3 separate regions of the Sus scrofa genome follow, and regions 2 and 3 are each linked to region 1. A link is a contact called in public Hi-C and HiChIP or PLAC-seq data. All regions are on one chromosome and are shown on one strand. The core of a region is the stretch at or near the end of the contact, and the rest is flanking DNA. Distances in the headings are between cores, read along the strand shown. Region 1 holds the start of BTAF1 (TATA-binding protein-associated factor 172). Region 2 holds the start of PPP1R3C (protein phosphatase 1 regulatory subunit 3C). Region 3 has its middle 27 kb from the start of TNKS2.

Region 1 (3,168 bases), core at 286-2,785:
ATAGTGTGTAATCAGTAAATGTACCTGCTTGTTAGTTTCAGTGGTGGTAGATGAACTGAGAAGGCAGGTGGGAGGAGGCTGTGATATGCCAAGATATTAGAACATCAGTTTGGAATTCCCACTGTGGCACAGTGAAAACTAATCTGACTAGGAATCATGAGGTTGCAGGTTTGATCCCTGGCCTCGCTCAGTGGGTTAAGGATCCGGTGTTGCTGTGAGCTGTGGTGTAGGTCACAGACGTGGCTCAGATCTTGTGTTGCTGAGGCTGACAGCTGTGGCTCCAATTTGACCCCTAGCCTGGGAACCTCCATATGTCGTGGGTGTGGCCCTAAAAAGGAGAAAAAGAAAAAAAGAAAAAAGAACATCAGCTTAATCAGATTTTTGTCTAATTGCATAAACAGTGCCTAACAGAGTGTCTGGTATAGAGCAGGGACCAAACTAATATTTGCTGAGTGAATGAACAGTAAATATTATTACTAGCTTGGATGTCAGGCAAATTACCAACTTAGTTTTCCCACCTATAAAGTGAACATTAATACTTTCTTTACAGGATTGGCCTACAAATTATGTGAGATAACGCATGCCAAATGATTAGCACACAGTAGGTTCTTAAGTTAGTTTCTTTCCCTTTATGGTCTATAAACTCTTGTAAACTCTTGTAGATACATGACATCATTTTATTCCTATAGTAATTCTCATTAGCTTCATTTTACAGATGAGAAAGACTCAGGGATTGAGGCATAGCCTCTTCAGGTAATGAGTAGTCAATGGACAAGTTTTATGACACGATAAAAGCAGTGTTTCTTGAAGACTAATCTGTTGGAGGCCTGAAAGATTAGCTCAATTGAAGAAGTTGGAAAAATATCCCTTTGACAATTATTATAAAAATCAGGTTTAAGATAAGGGCCTGCACCAGGTGACAGAGAAATGTTTAAAAGACTAATAAGTTAAGCAATTGAATAGATGCATAAGCAAATAAATATAAACATAAATGGCTGAGAATTTTCAAATCTGATGAGAAAATGACGGGACCAAAAAGAGAAACAATTAGGAAACCAAACTTGGCAAAATGGCTGGCAGAAGACCTTTCCTCCAGTGCCCATGCAGAACATATGGCAGGAATATGGCAAACATTTGGGCCGTGTCTTCAGAAGTACCGTCGCAGATCTTTCTGGATTTCACCCTTCCCTCTGGCACTGCCACCCGGACTAGAGAGTTCTCTGGTCCCTCGGATATTGCTTTCTCTAGGAAAATCCGGTGGGACAAAAATGGGGCTGGAGGAATCAGAAACATAGGTTTTGAACTTCCAGAACCCGGGCTACAGAGTCTTTTTTCCTTTTTTAGAAAATTAAGGGGACTCTTACTTCTCCTCTCCTGCCTCCTCTGAAGACTAACAATCCCCTTCTGATGGGCACCACGAGCTAGTTCGCAGGCGCGCGCCGCCGGGGGAAGCCTCTCGCACTCCTTTGGCTCAGCGGCCAAGCGGAAACCCTCGCGGGGGCTGACGTCACTTCCGGCGCGCTGACGCTCAGTCCGGCGTGCCGACGCCTACGTCAGCAAAGAGCGGGGCTGGGGGCACCCGGTTTGAAGTCGTGCGGGTCGGAGGACTGCCGCCTCCGACTCTGTCTCAGACCTTTGCGCCCCGGCCGCGGTGGGTACGAGCTCGGGTAGGCGGCGGGGCAGATGCCCGAGGGCCCGCGCCAGGACGCCCCTCGCCGCACTGGCCGCTCCCTTTTGCTTCGGGGCCTGGGCCTGCGCCGCTCTGCTCTCTGGAAACTAGCGCCTCCGCGGCGCCGCGGGTCGCTCGCGGCGAGCTCCGAACCGCCGGCGCCCGGCCATGGCGGTCTCCAGGTAAGTCTAGCTCTTCCCGAGCCGACGGTAAATCGGCCCGGCCGAGGCACAGTCTCCTCTCGGTGCACCCACTCCTAGAAAGGAGCGGTTCCCATTGTCACTGGGCTCGGGCGCCTTCCTCCCCACACTCAGGAGTTTTCCCCTTGGTCTGCGAGGGTTTTGGCTCTGGTTACTTCTCCTAAATCGGTTAAAAAAACGTCTCTTTCTTGTTGAATACAGCCTTTGGCACGTTAGAGCTAGTTTTTCTCTTTCCTCACCATGTTTCTCATCTGTGGTTTCTCTTCCCTCTTTCAGTTCTAGGAGAGTCTCTTCTCTTTCATAGTATTCTAAGGCCGATCCCTAACCTCCATTTCACGGGAAAACTTGGTAGTAACTGTCGACGTCGGGGAGGTTTGAGTTACTATTATCCAAATGACCTTTTAATTATGTGAAAATTTTTTCTTTACGTCTTTAGGGATATGTTCTTTCCTTGGGACTTTTTTTTTACAATACAAAATAATTCTTCCTTTTGTTTGGCAGTACCTACTCGATCGTCAGCGTTGTAATCTGTAGCAAATTATTGAATCGGCATCATCTTCTTAACCAAGGCGCGAAAGATGGATCGCAAATCTTAAATTATTTTAAAGTGATGCCCATCAGTAGCAAAGTCTAGGAAAACTGTAGGAAAACCAGCAAGACATTTATTTGTATAGCTATAGGAGGAACTTCTTTCCTCCAGTATTAAAGAATGGTGGGAATACATTTTGGCAGAGGCTCGATGTTAGTGGGCATATGGACATGTAAATAGGGGATAGTCTTTCTCAGAGCAGTCAGAAAGATTGAGCAAGTTTATTGTTAGTTTTCATGAGTAGTTTTCTACCACATAGACTGAAGGGGGAAATGATGACAGTTCAGAAAACATCGTTTTTATTCATTTTTCATAGTTGAGCACATTCCTATTTTGCAAGTGAAAAGATAACCCATCCCTTGCATACTCTCCAGATAAATTATGAAAGAGCGTGTGGGAGAAACACATGAGAATTGGGTTGCAAGATAACTGTAGCAGGGGCATCCAAGTTTTATTTCATAGATTAGTTGAATTCATTAATGTGAGGAGGTTCTTATTTTGTGATTTATAAAAATACCTTGAGAGAATACAAGTAATGTTTTCAGTTTTTGCAAATACAGGAAGGTGTATATTTTAATTGGTTGCCTATAATGTGAATATATAGATATATATGTTATAAACACATTGATACATAAACTTAATATGGAATTCTGTTTATAAGATGATACAGTGTTTAAAGGAATGAGCAGCTCTTGAAATTTCCTTCTTGT
Region 2 (3,168 bases), core at 382-2,881, 250 kb before region 1:
TATTAATCCTGGGTTTTTTTCTGGGAGACCTACAAACTTAGAACAAACAAATGAAAGAGGAAAGCTACATTTGTGGGTCTAATAATAGTTAACAGGCAGGATTTTTAGAGAAGTCTTCTGCTAAGTTATGCCTGGAGAAGCTATTTAAATAGTTTGAGGGAGGTTTTTTCCTGTCTTTCTTTCTTTCGGGGATCCTGTTTCGTATTTTCACTTTTTGCACCTATAGAAAGACAGTTTTTGAATATGGCGATTTCTCTGAAACTTTAAGTCCTACTCAAGAGTTAAAAAAAATAATCATTTGCTCACACTCTGAGGCCGAGTTTGCTATGGCAAACCGTCATAAGAAGAGCTGAACACCCAGGAGTGCAAACATCGTCCTGCAGTTTTTCCCCAAAGCTAAACAATCCAACCAGCAGTCTCAGAGCGCTGTACCCACGAGCTAAGCTGTCCTAGTCCTTGAGGCATTTGTGCGGGACAAAAAAGATGCGGTCAGAATCCCTTACGGAATCTGAACTAAAGCTGACTCACGTTAGGACAGTTTCTGGTTTAAGATGCCATTTACCAACACCAGCTCTGCCTAAAAAGCACATGGGAAATCTCCACTCCTTGGAGTTATCCCCGGTGCCAGCAGTCAGTCTACTTGCCCTCTCCTGGGTTCTCCATTTGCAGTGATGACGGAAGGAAAACGCAGCCCAACCTCCCCCCAGCTGCGCGCTCTCTCGGAGCCCAGGCGGAGAGTCTGCAGGGAACCTACCTGGTGCAGCTCATCAGGCAGAGGGGCGGCGGCACTCCACTACCTGCGTAATTTCGCACCAGGCTCCCCGCGGTACCCACTGGGCGGCAGCTCTGGCGGATTGTGGGTGCGGCGCCCGAGAGGCCGCTTATCTGCTCCCGACCACGTGAGCCAACGGCTGGGACCAATCACCAGGCCGCGAGCTCGAGGGCGCGACCAACCAGCGTTCAGCTGGGACTCGAGCCCCGGCCCCGTGGACGTGACTGCGGTAGTGCGGGAAGCGCGGGCGCCGGGGTACCCCTGGGACAGCTGGCCCGAGCCGCGTAACGCGAACCCCGGGCGAGGGGCCGCGGAGGCAACCCCGTGGCGCACGTAGCGGGTGCAAGCCAGAAGAGAAAGCCCTAAACCCTCCCCCGGGCCGGGCGCCAGCACCGCGGGACTGCGGCGCAAAGAGATCCCTTTCGCTTCTAAAGGCTTCTGTGCACGGTAAAATCTTAGTGCAGAACGTTGTGGCTCGTTCCAAATGCATTTGTATTTGAAATTTTTATCTTGTTCATTGCTTGGTGCATCAGCTCATCTTCTCCCTCTCCTTGGCCTGAGCAGTCGGTCACATCTTGGTGTTAACGTGAACCCACAAATAGACTGCCTATCTAACCAGTGTTAATAAACCATATTAACCCTATAAGACAGTAAGGCAGCATTTAATTAAAAGACACTTTGTATTGCGACCATTTCTTCAGTTTTTCTCCCTGGAAGAGAAAACTAAAGCCAGGAATGAAATGGCTTTCTTTTTCGCTCATGCGGCCAGTCAGCCACAAAACCAGTGGTCAATCCAAATCCCTCAATTCTGTTCTGATGTCCTCTGGCAGTGATGTGAAAACCAAAATGTTAAAATATCACACTGCGAGTTTCATGACTCTCCCAAGCCAATTACCCTCTCTGAGGTTTCGTAATTTTGTTTAGTTTGGGGGGGTTTTCGACCATCAGTTACAACCATAAAATTGTATTTCTAAGTCGAGTTTAAATTATTTTTATAAAACCCCTGTCCTTTTTCTGCTCTCTTAGTTATCCAGTAGTCCTCTAAAATGTACAAAATGTACAATGTAAAATGTACAAAAATCTCTGTGTCTTTTAAATCACTCTCAAACAGTAGAATTGTTAGTGGAGTTATTAAAGAAAAGGAAACTCATGCTAAATAGCCCTGGGGAAGGTACTTAATGCTTGGGCTTGATTTTTTTTGAAAGGAAACATCCACCTCAGAGCAGATCTGCTGGCCTCTCAGCCCAACCAAAACTAACTGAAGGGACACGGTCTTTGACACTGGAGTCTAGGCAAGTTCTAGCATCAACTCCTTCACCTGTAAAATGGAGATAGTGAAGTTGTTCTGATAATTAAATGAAATTGTATGGGTGGGAAAACTCAGCATAGTGACTGGTGTGTGTTCAACCTGTGGTGGCTCTCAAGTAAGTGCCCTTGCCTTCAGTTTTAGTTTTTACTCTGCTAACATTTCCTTTAAGTACTTCTCAATGATTAGAATGGTAAAAAAAGGAAGGCACCTTAGGTATCACTGGCTTCAGAGGCTTTATTTCACAGATGAGGCATCTAAAGCTTAGAGAAGCTGAGCTGCTTGCCAGGGGCTGGTTAGGTCAGAGTCAAAACTAGGACACTGAGTTGAGGTTTTTTCTCCTCTACTCACAATCCTATGTTGAGCTAAAGAGTGGCTATTACGAATTAAAGTTATGGGGAAACATAAAGTAAGAATGTGTTGTGATCCTGGAGTTCCTGTCATGGCACAGTGGAAATGAGTCTGAGTAGGAACCATGAGGTTGTGGGTTCGATCCCTGGCCTCACTTCGTGGATTGGGGGTCCCGCATTGCCATGAGCTGTGGTGTAGGTCACAGACGCGGCTCAGATCTGGTGTTGCTGTGGCTCTGGCATAGGCAGCAGCAACAGCTCCAATTAGACCTCTAGCCTGGGAATCTCCATATGCCACCAGTACAGCCCCCTAAAGACAAAAAAACAAACAAAAAAAAAAGTATTGTGATCTTGTTTTAGTGGTAAGATGTGCACACATAGAAAATAGAATATGCTCTACCAAAACGTTAACAGTGCTTACTTTTGGATGGTGAGATTTTGAGTAAGTAAATTTTTCTTTGTTATTTTGTTTTTTGTCTTTTTAAATTTTTCTACAATGAACATGGACTTCTTCTGTAGTTGAGAAACCACTTTTAAATAACTTAAGACTTTCCAATTCCAGGAACGGTATTGGAAGCTTTCACATGCTTCCTGCCTTGACTCACAGAGACCTTTTGAGTTTGGGCTTCTTTCCATTCAAGCTGCTATCTCTTCTGCCCCCTGGTGCTGACTAATGCCATAAAAGTCACCTCTCCAAACTCAAAATAGAATTCAGGGGAACAGGGCTCTTTCCAAGAAAG
Region 3 (3,168 bases), core at 455-2,954, 160 kb before region 1:
TTGTTTTGTTTCAGGTGTACAGCAAAGTGATCCAGTTATACATACGTTAAAATATTTTTGAGCAAAGCAAACCAATGGAGTTCCCTGGTAGCCTAAGGGATAAGGATCCAGCGTTGTCACTACTGTGGCTCTGGTCTCCGCCAAAGTGTAGTTCCATCCCTGGCCCAGGAACTTCCACATGGCATACTCCCTTTTGCCCTTTACAAATGGCAAATCATTCAGATTTTTCTTTTCTTTCTGGACTATTTCCTTTCCCTTCTCAATTAAAACAAAAAGAAAAACTTGTTTTGTCACCAGTCACTATTACATTACCCATTTTCCCTTTTCTCTTCTCTGGCTTCATTTTTCCTGTCGTCCTCATGAACAGAAATTTTTAAAACTCAGCTGAATTGTAGGCAATCTATAATTGAGATTTTAAGGTCACCACATTAAAACTGGGTATGAATAGGATTTGACTCAAGAGATAATTTATTTCTTTATGAATCTGAATGCAGATTATTTAGTATTATTATAAAGTGCTTTTAAGGAGAAATGTAAAATTTTTTCCTCAGGAAACCTTGATTTTGGAAGGTTGCATCTTTGCGTTGTGCCTGCCAATAGCATGTAATGATGAACAAAAAGAAGCATGAGGTACTATAAACTCTGCTGGATTCAGTGACATAAGTTTATCAGGCAATCCAGAGTCCCGACTTCATCGTTAATCAATTCCAATGTCAAATGTCTGATTATCATATGATCTATTTAATGAGTAACTAGCTAGAGAGTAAGATCTCAGCTTGATTGCAGCATGCTATGTACAAACCATATCACTGGATTTTCTATTTTTAACACAGTTAAAGAGTAACAAATATGTTTTTAAAGGCCTTGGAAAAATACCACATAGCTGGGAGAATTGAAAAACTAAAGGCTTTTAATTACAGGTTAAATTACCTCCATAGCCTGGGCTTGATTTTTCCTTAATATCTCAGGAAGATTTGATATATTGGGCCACAGAAACAATAACTGTCTTCCACCAACGTCTACATTATTTAAGCCATGTTTGTCTTGTGTAAGGACTGAGCCAGACAGATTCAAGCATACCCGTGATTTTTATTAAGATGTTCCTCAGAATTCATCAACTTCTACCCCTCAAGAGCCATGTGACACTTAGATTGTGATTAGCTTTTCTGGGTCTCAGTTTTCTTATTTGTAAAACAGAGGTACTTCACAGGGCTGTTGTAGGAATTAATGAGAGAATATATATGATGGATTTAGTTGTGTCTCGAATGTAGTCAATTTCCCCAAAACCTCTCCCCATCTCTAAGCATTCTTACTATTGTGAACCAGTAGGAATGGACATGAGCATCTTTTCTCTTCCTCCACAGCAATGAGTTGAATGAGCATCTTTTTGTTCATAAATGTTCTGGCAAAAACAGTAATTTGTGTGAATGTAATTTTAATTTCTATAGTCTTCTGTGATATATCTCATTTTATTTTTTTATTCTTTTTTTTTGGTTCCAGCTTGAAGGAGTTCTTTACTTCTCATTACTATGGATTGGGAAAAGCATAAAATCTGTTAAATATTAGTCCTTCACAGCTCCTTTTCAAGGGCAAATTCAAGAGCCAGATTTTCTAAGTTAGGTATGCCCAAACTTGCTTGGAACAACTTTATCTGAAGAGATTAGATATACATGCAAAGCAAATACATGATGAAAGTCTGCAGGGTTTGTTTGGGTTTTTTTTTTAATGTAGGTCTTTGTTTTTTTTCTTTTTTTGCAGCGGTGGGAGGGTGGGGTGGATGCCCCAGGTACACAGGGTTGAGTTAATCATATTCTTCACTTCATGGCCCATTATCATCATTGGTTTTGCAAAACCTCGCCTTTATATTTTATTTATTTATTTCCTTTAAACACCAATTCTCAGACCATTCTCCTTTATCCTCCCACAGGCAGCCATGCCAATAAGTTGAATTGGGTTATCTTTTGCTCATTAAGTATACTTAAAAAATATATTATTTTGTATAAACATAATTTTAATTTAGTTAAATAATGTTTTACTCTCCTATATTTTTTTTCACTTGACACTCTGCTTTTTTGTTTTGTTTTGCCTTTTTTTTTTTTTTTTTTTTTAGGGCCATGCCTGTGGCATATAGAAGTTCCCAGGCTAGGAGTCAAATCAGAGCTGCAGCTGCCAGCCTGCACCACAGCCACAGCAACACTGGATCCTTAACCCACTGATGGAGGCCAGTATCCTCATGGATACTAGTTGGATTCTTTTCCACTGCGCCACAATGGAAACACTGACACTATGCTTTTAATTAAGTTCCTCTATCCTGCCATGTGTAAATCTGCTTGACTATTTCTAATTTTTGCCTTGTTCTATGATGGGCAACCACCACACCCAGCCACTTTCCTAGTAATGGACACTCAAGAGAGCATCTACCCAACTACCACTATAAGTAATATTGAAATTAAAACTCTGAGTTCCCCCTTTTACCTATGTGGCATTTCCTTAGCATACATAGCCAAGAGCAGAGTTGCTATATGTGAAGGTATAGAAACTTAATTTTATCAAGTACTGATGGATTATACCTGTCTACTGATACCAGTAGCACCTGAGAGTTCCTGTAACGCCAAACTTGGCATGATATAGCCTTCTAATAAGTGGAAACATATCTCATTGTTTTAATTTGCATTTCTCTAATTATTGATACAGTTCAGCATTTCTTCATTTGCTTATTGGAGTTTCCTATATTGTAAGTTAGACAATTCATGTTCACATCCTTTGCACATTTTCTAATTAGAATTGTTGTCTTAAGAGTTCCTGCTGTGGCACAGTGGATTAAGAACCTGACTCTAGCAGCTTGGTTTACTGCGGGGCAAGGGTTCTATCCCCAGCCTGGCACAGTGGGTTAAAGGATGCAGCACTGCTACAGCTGCAGCTTGTATTTAATCCCTGGCCTGGGAACTTCCATATGCCACAGGTACAACCATTAAAAAAGAAAGGAAGAATTGTTGTCTTAGTTTTCAGAGCATTATCTGTTGTAGAAACTTGTCAAATTGTTCATGCCATGGGAACCTAAGGGTCATTTTCAATTAAAGTAAGCCAAATACGCACATGATCTCTCTAGTAAGCCAAATATGCACAAAATAATGCTTCCCATCTTTTTTCTTTTTAGGGCCGCCCCTG

Evidence for each region. A called contact is a pair of places that touch in the nucleus more often than the background predicts. HiChIP or PLAC-seq counts read pairs in DNA pulled down with a chosen protein or histone mark.
Region 2: a contact with region 1 is called in an H3K27ac HiChIP or PLAC-seq map of skeletal muscle. The contact joins the promoter of PPP1R3C here to the promoter of BTAF1 in region 1. A contact is called at or near these places in 3 of 47 Hi-C or Micro-C datasets (embryonic fibroblasts, mesenteric adipose tissue and omental adipose tissue) and 2 of 2 datasets of contacts at active chromatin or transcription factors (alveolar macrophages and skeletal muscle).
Region 3: a contact with region 1 is called in a Hi-C map of liver, with 2.5 times the contacts expected there. The contact joins the enhancer-like site here to the promoter of BTAF1 in region 1. A contact is called at or near these places in 2 of 5 promoter capture datasets (fetal liver and liver), 11 of 47 Hi-C or Micro-C datasets (adipose tissue, embryonic fibroblasts, epiblast stem cells and 6 more) and 2 of 2 datasets of contacts at active chromatin or transcription factors (alveolar macrophages and skeletal muscle).

What each region holds. Positions count from the first base shown.
Region 1 is chr14:103,529,211-103,532,378 of Sscrofa11.1, forward strand. BTAF1 (TATA-binding protein-associated factor 172) reads left to right here and starts at 1,536. Exons shown (of 38, transcript XM_003359291.5): 1 at 1,536-1,851. The coding sequence starts at 1,838.
Region 2 is chr14:103,277,126-103,280,293 of Sscrofa11.1, forward strand. It overlaps PPP1R3C (protein phosphatase 1 regulatory subunit 3C), which reads right to left and starts at 1,632. Exons shown (of 2, transcript XM_005671280.3): 1 at 755-1,632. The coding sequence starts at 768.
Region 3 is chr14:103,368,032-103,371,199 of Sscrofa11.1, forward strand. No RefSeq gene overlaps it. Among named protein-coding and RNA genes, the nearest start is that of TNKS2, 27 kb to the right of the region's middle. Within about 2 kb of position 1,705, at least 3 of the 83 cell types and tissues checked have an H3K27ac peak or open chromatin away from gene starts, as enhancers often do. A contact at or near this core is called in fetal liver and liver, where this site is marked.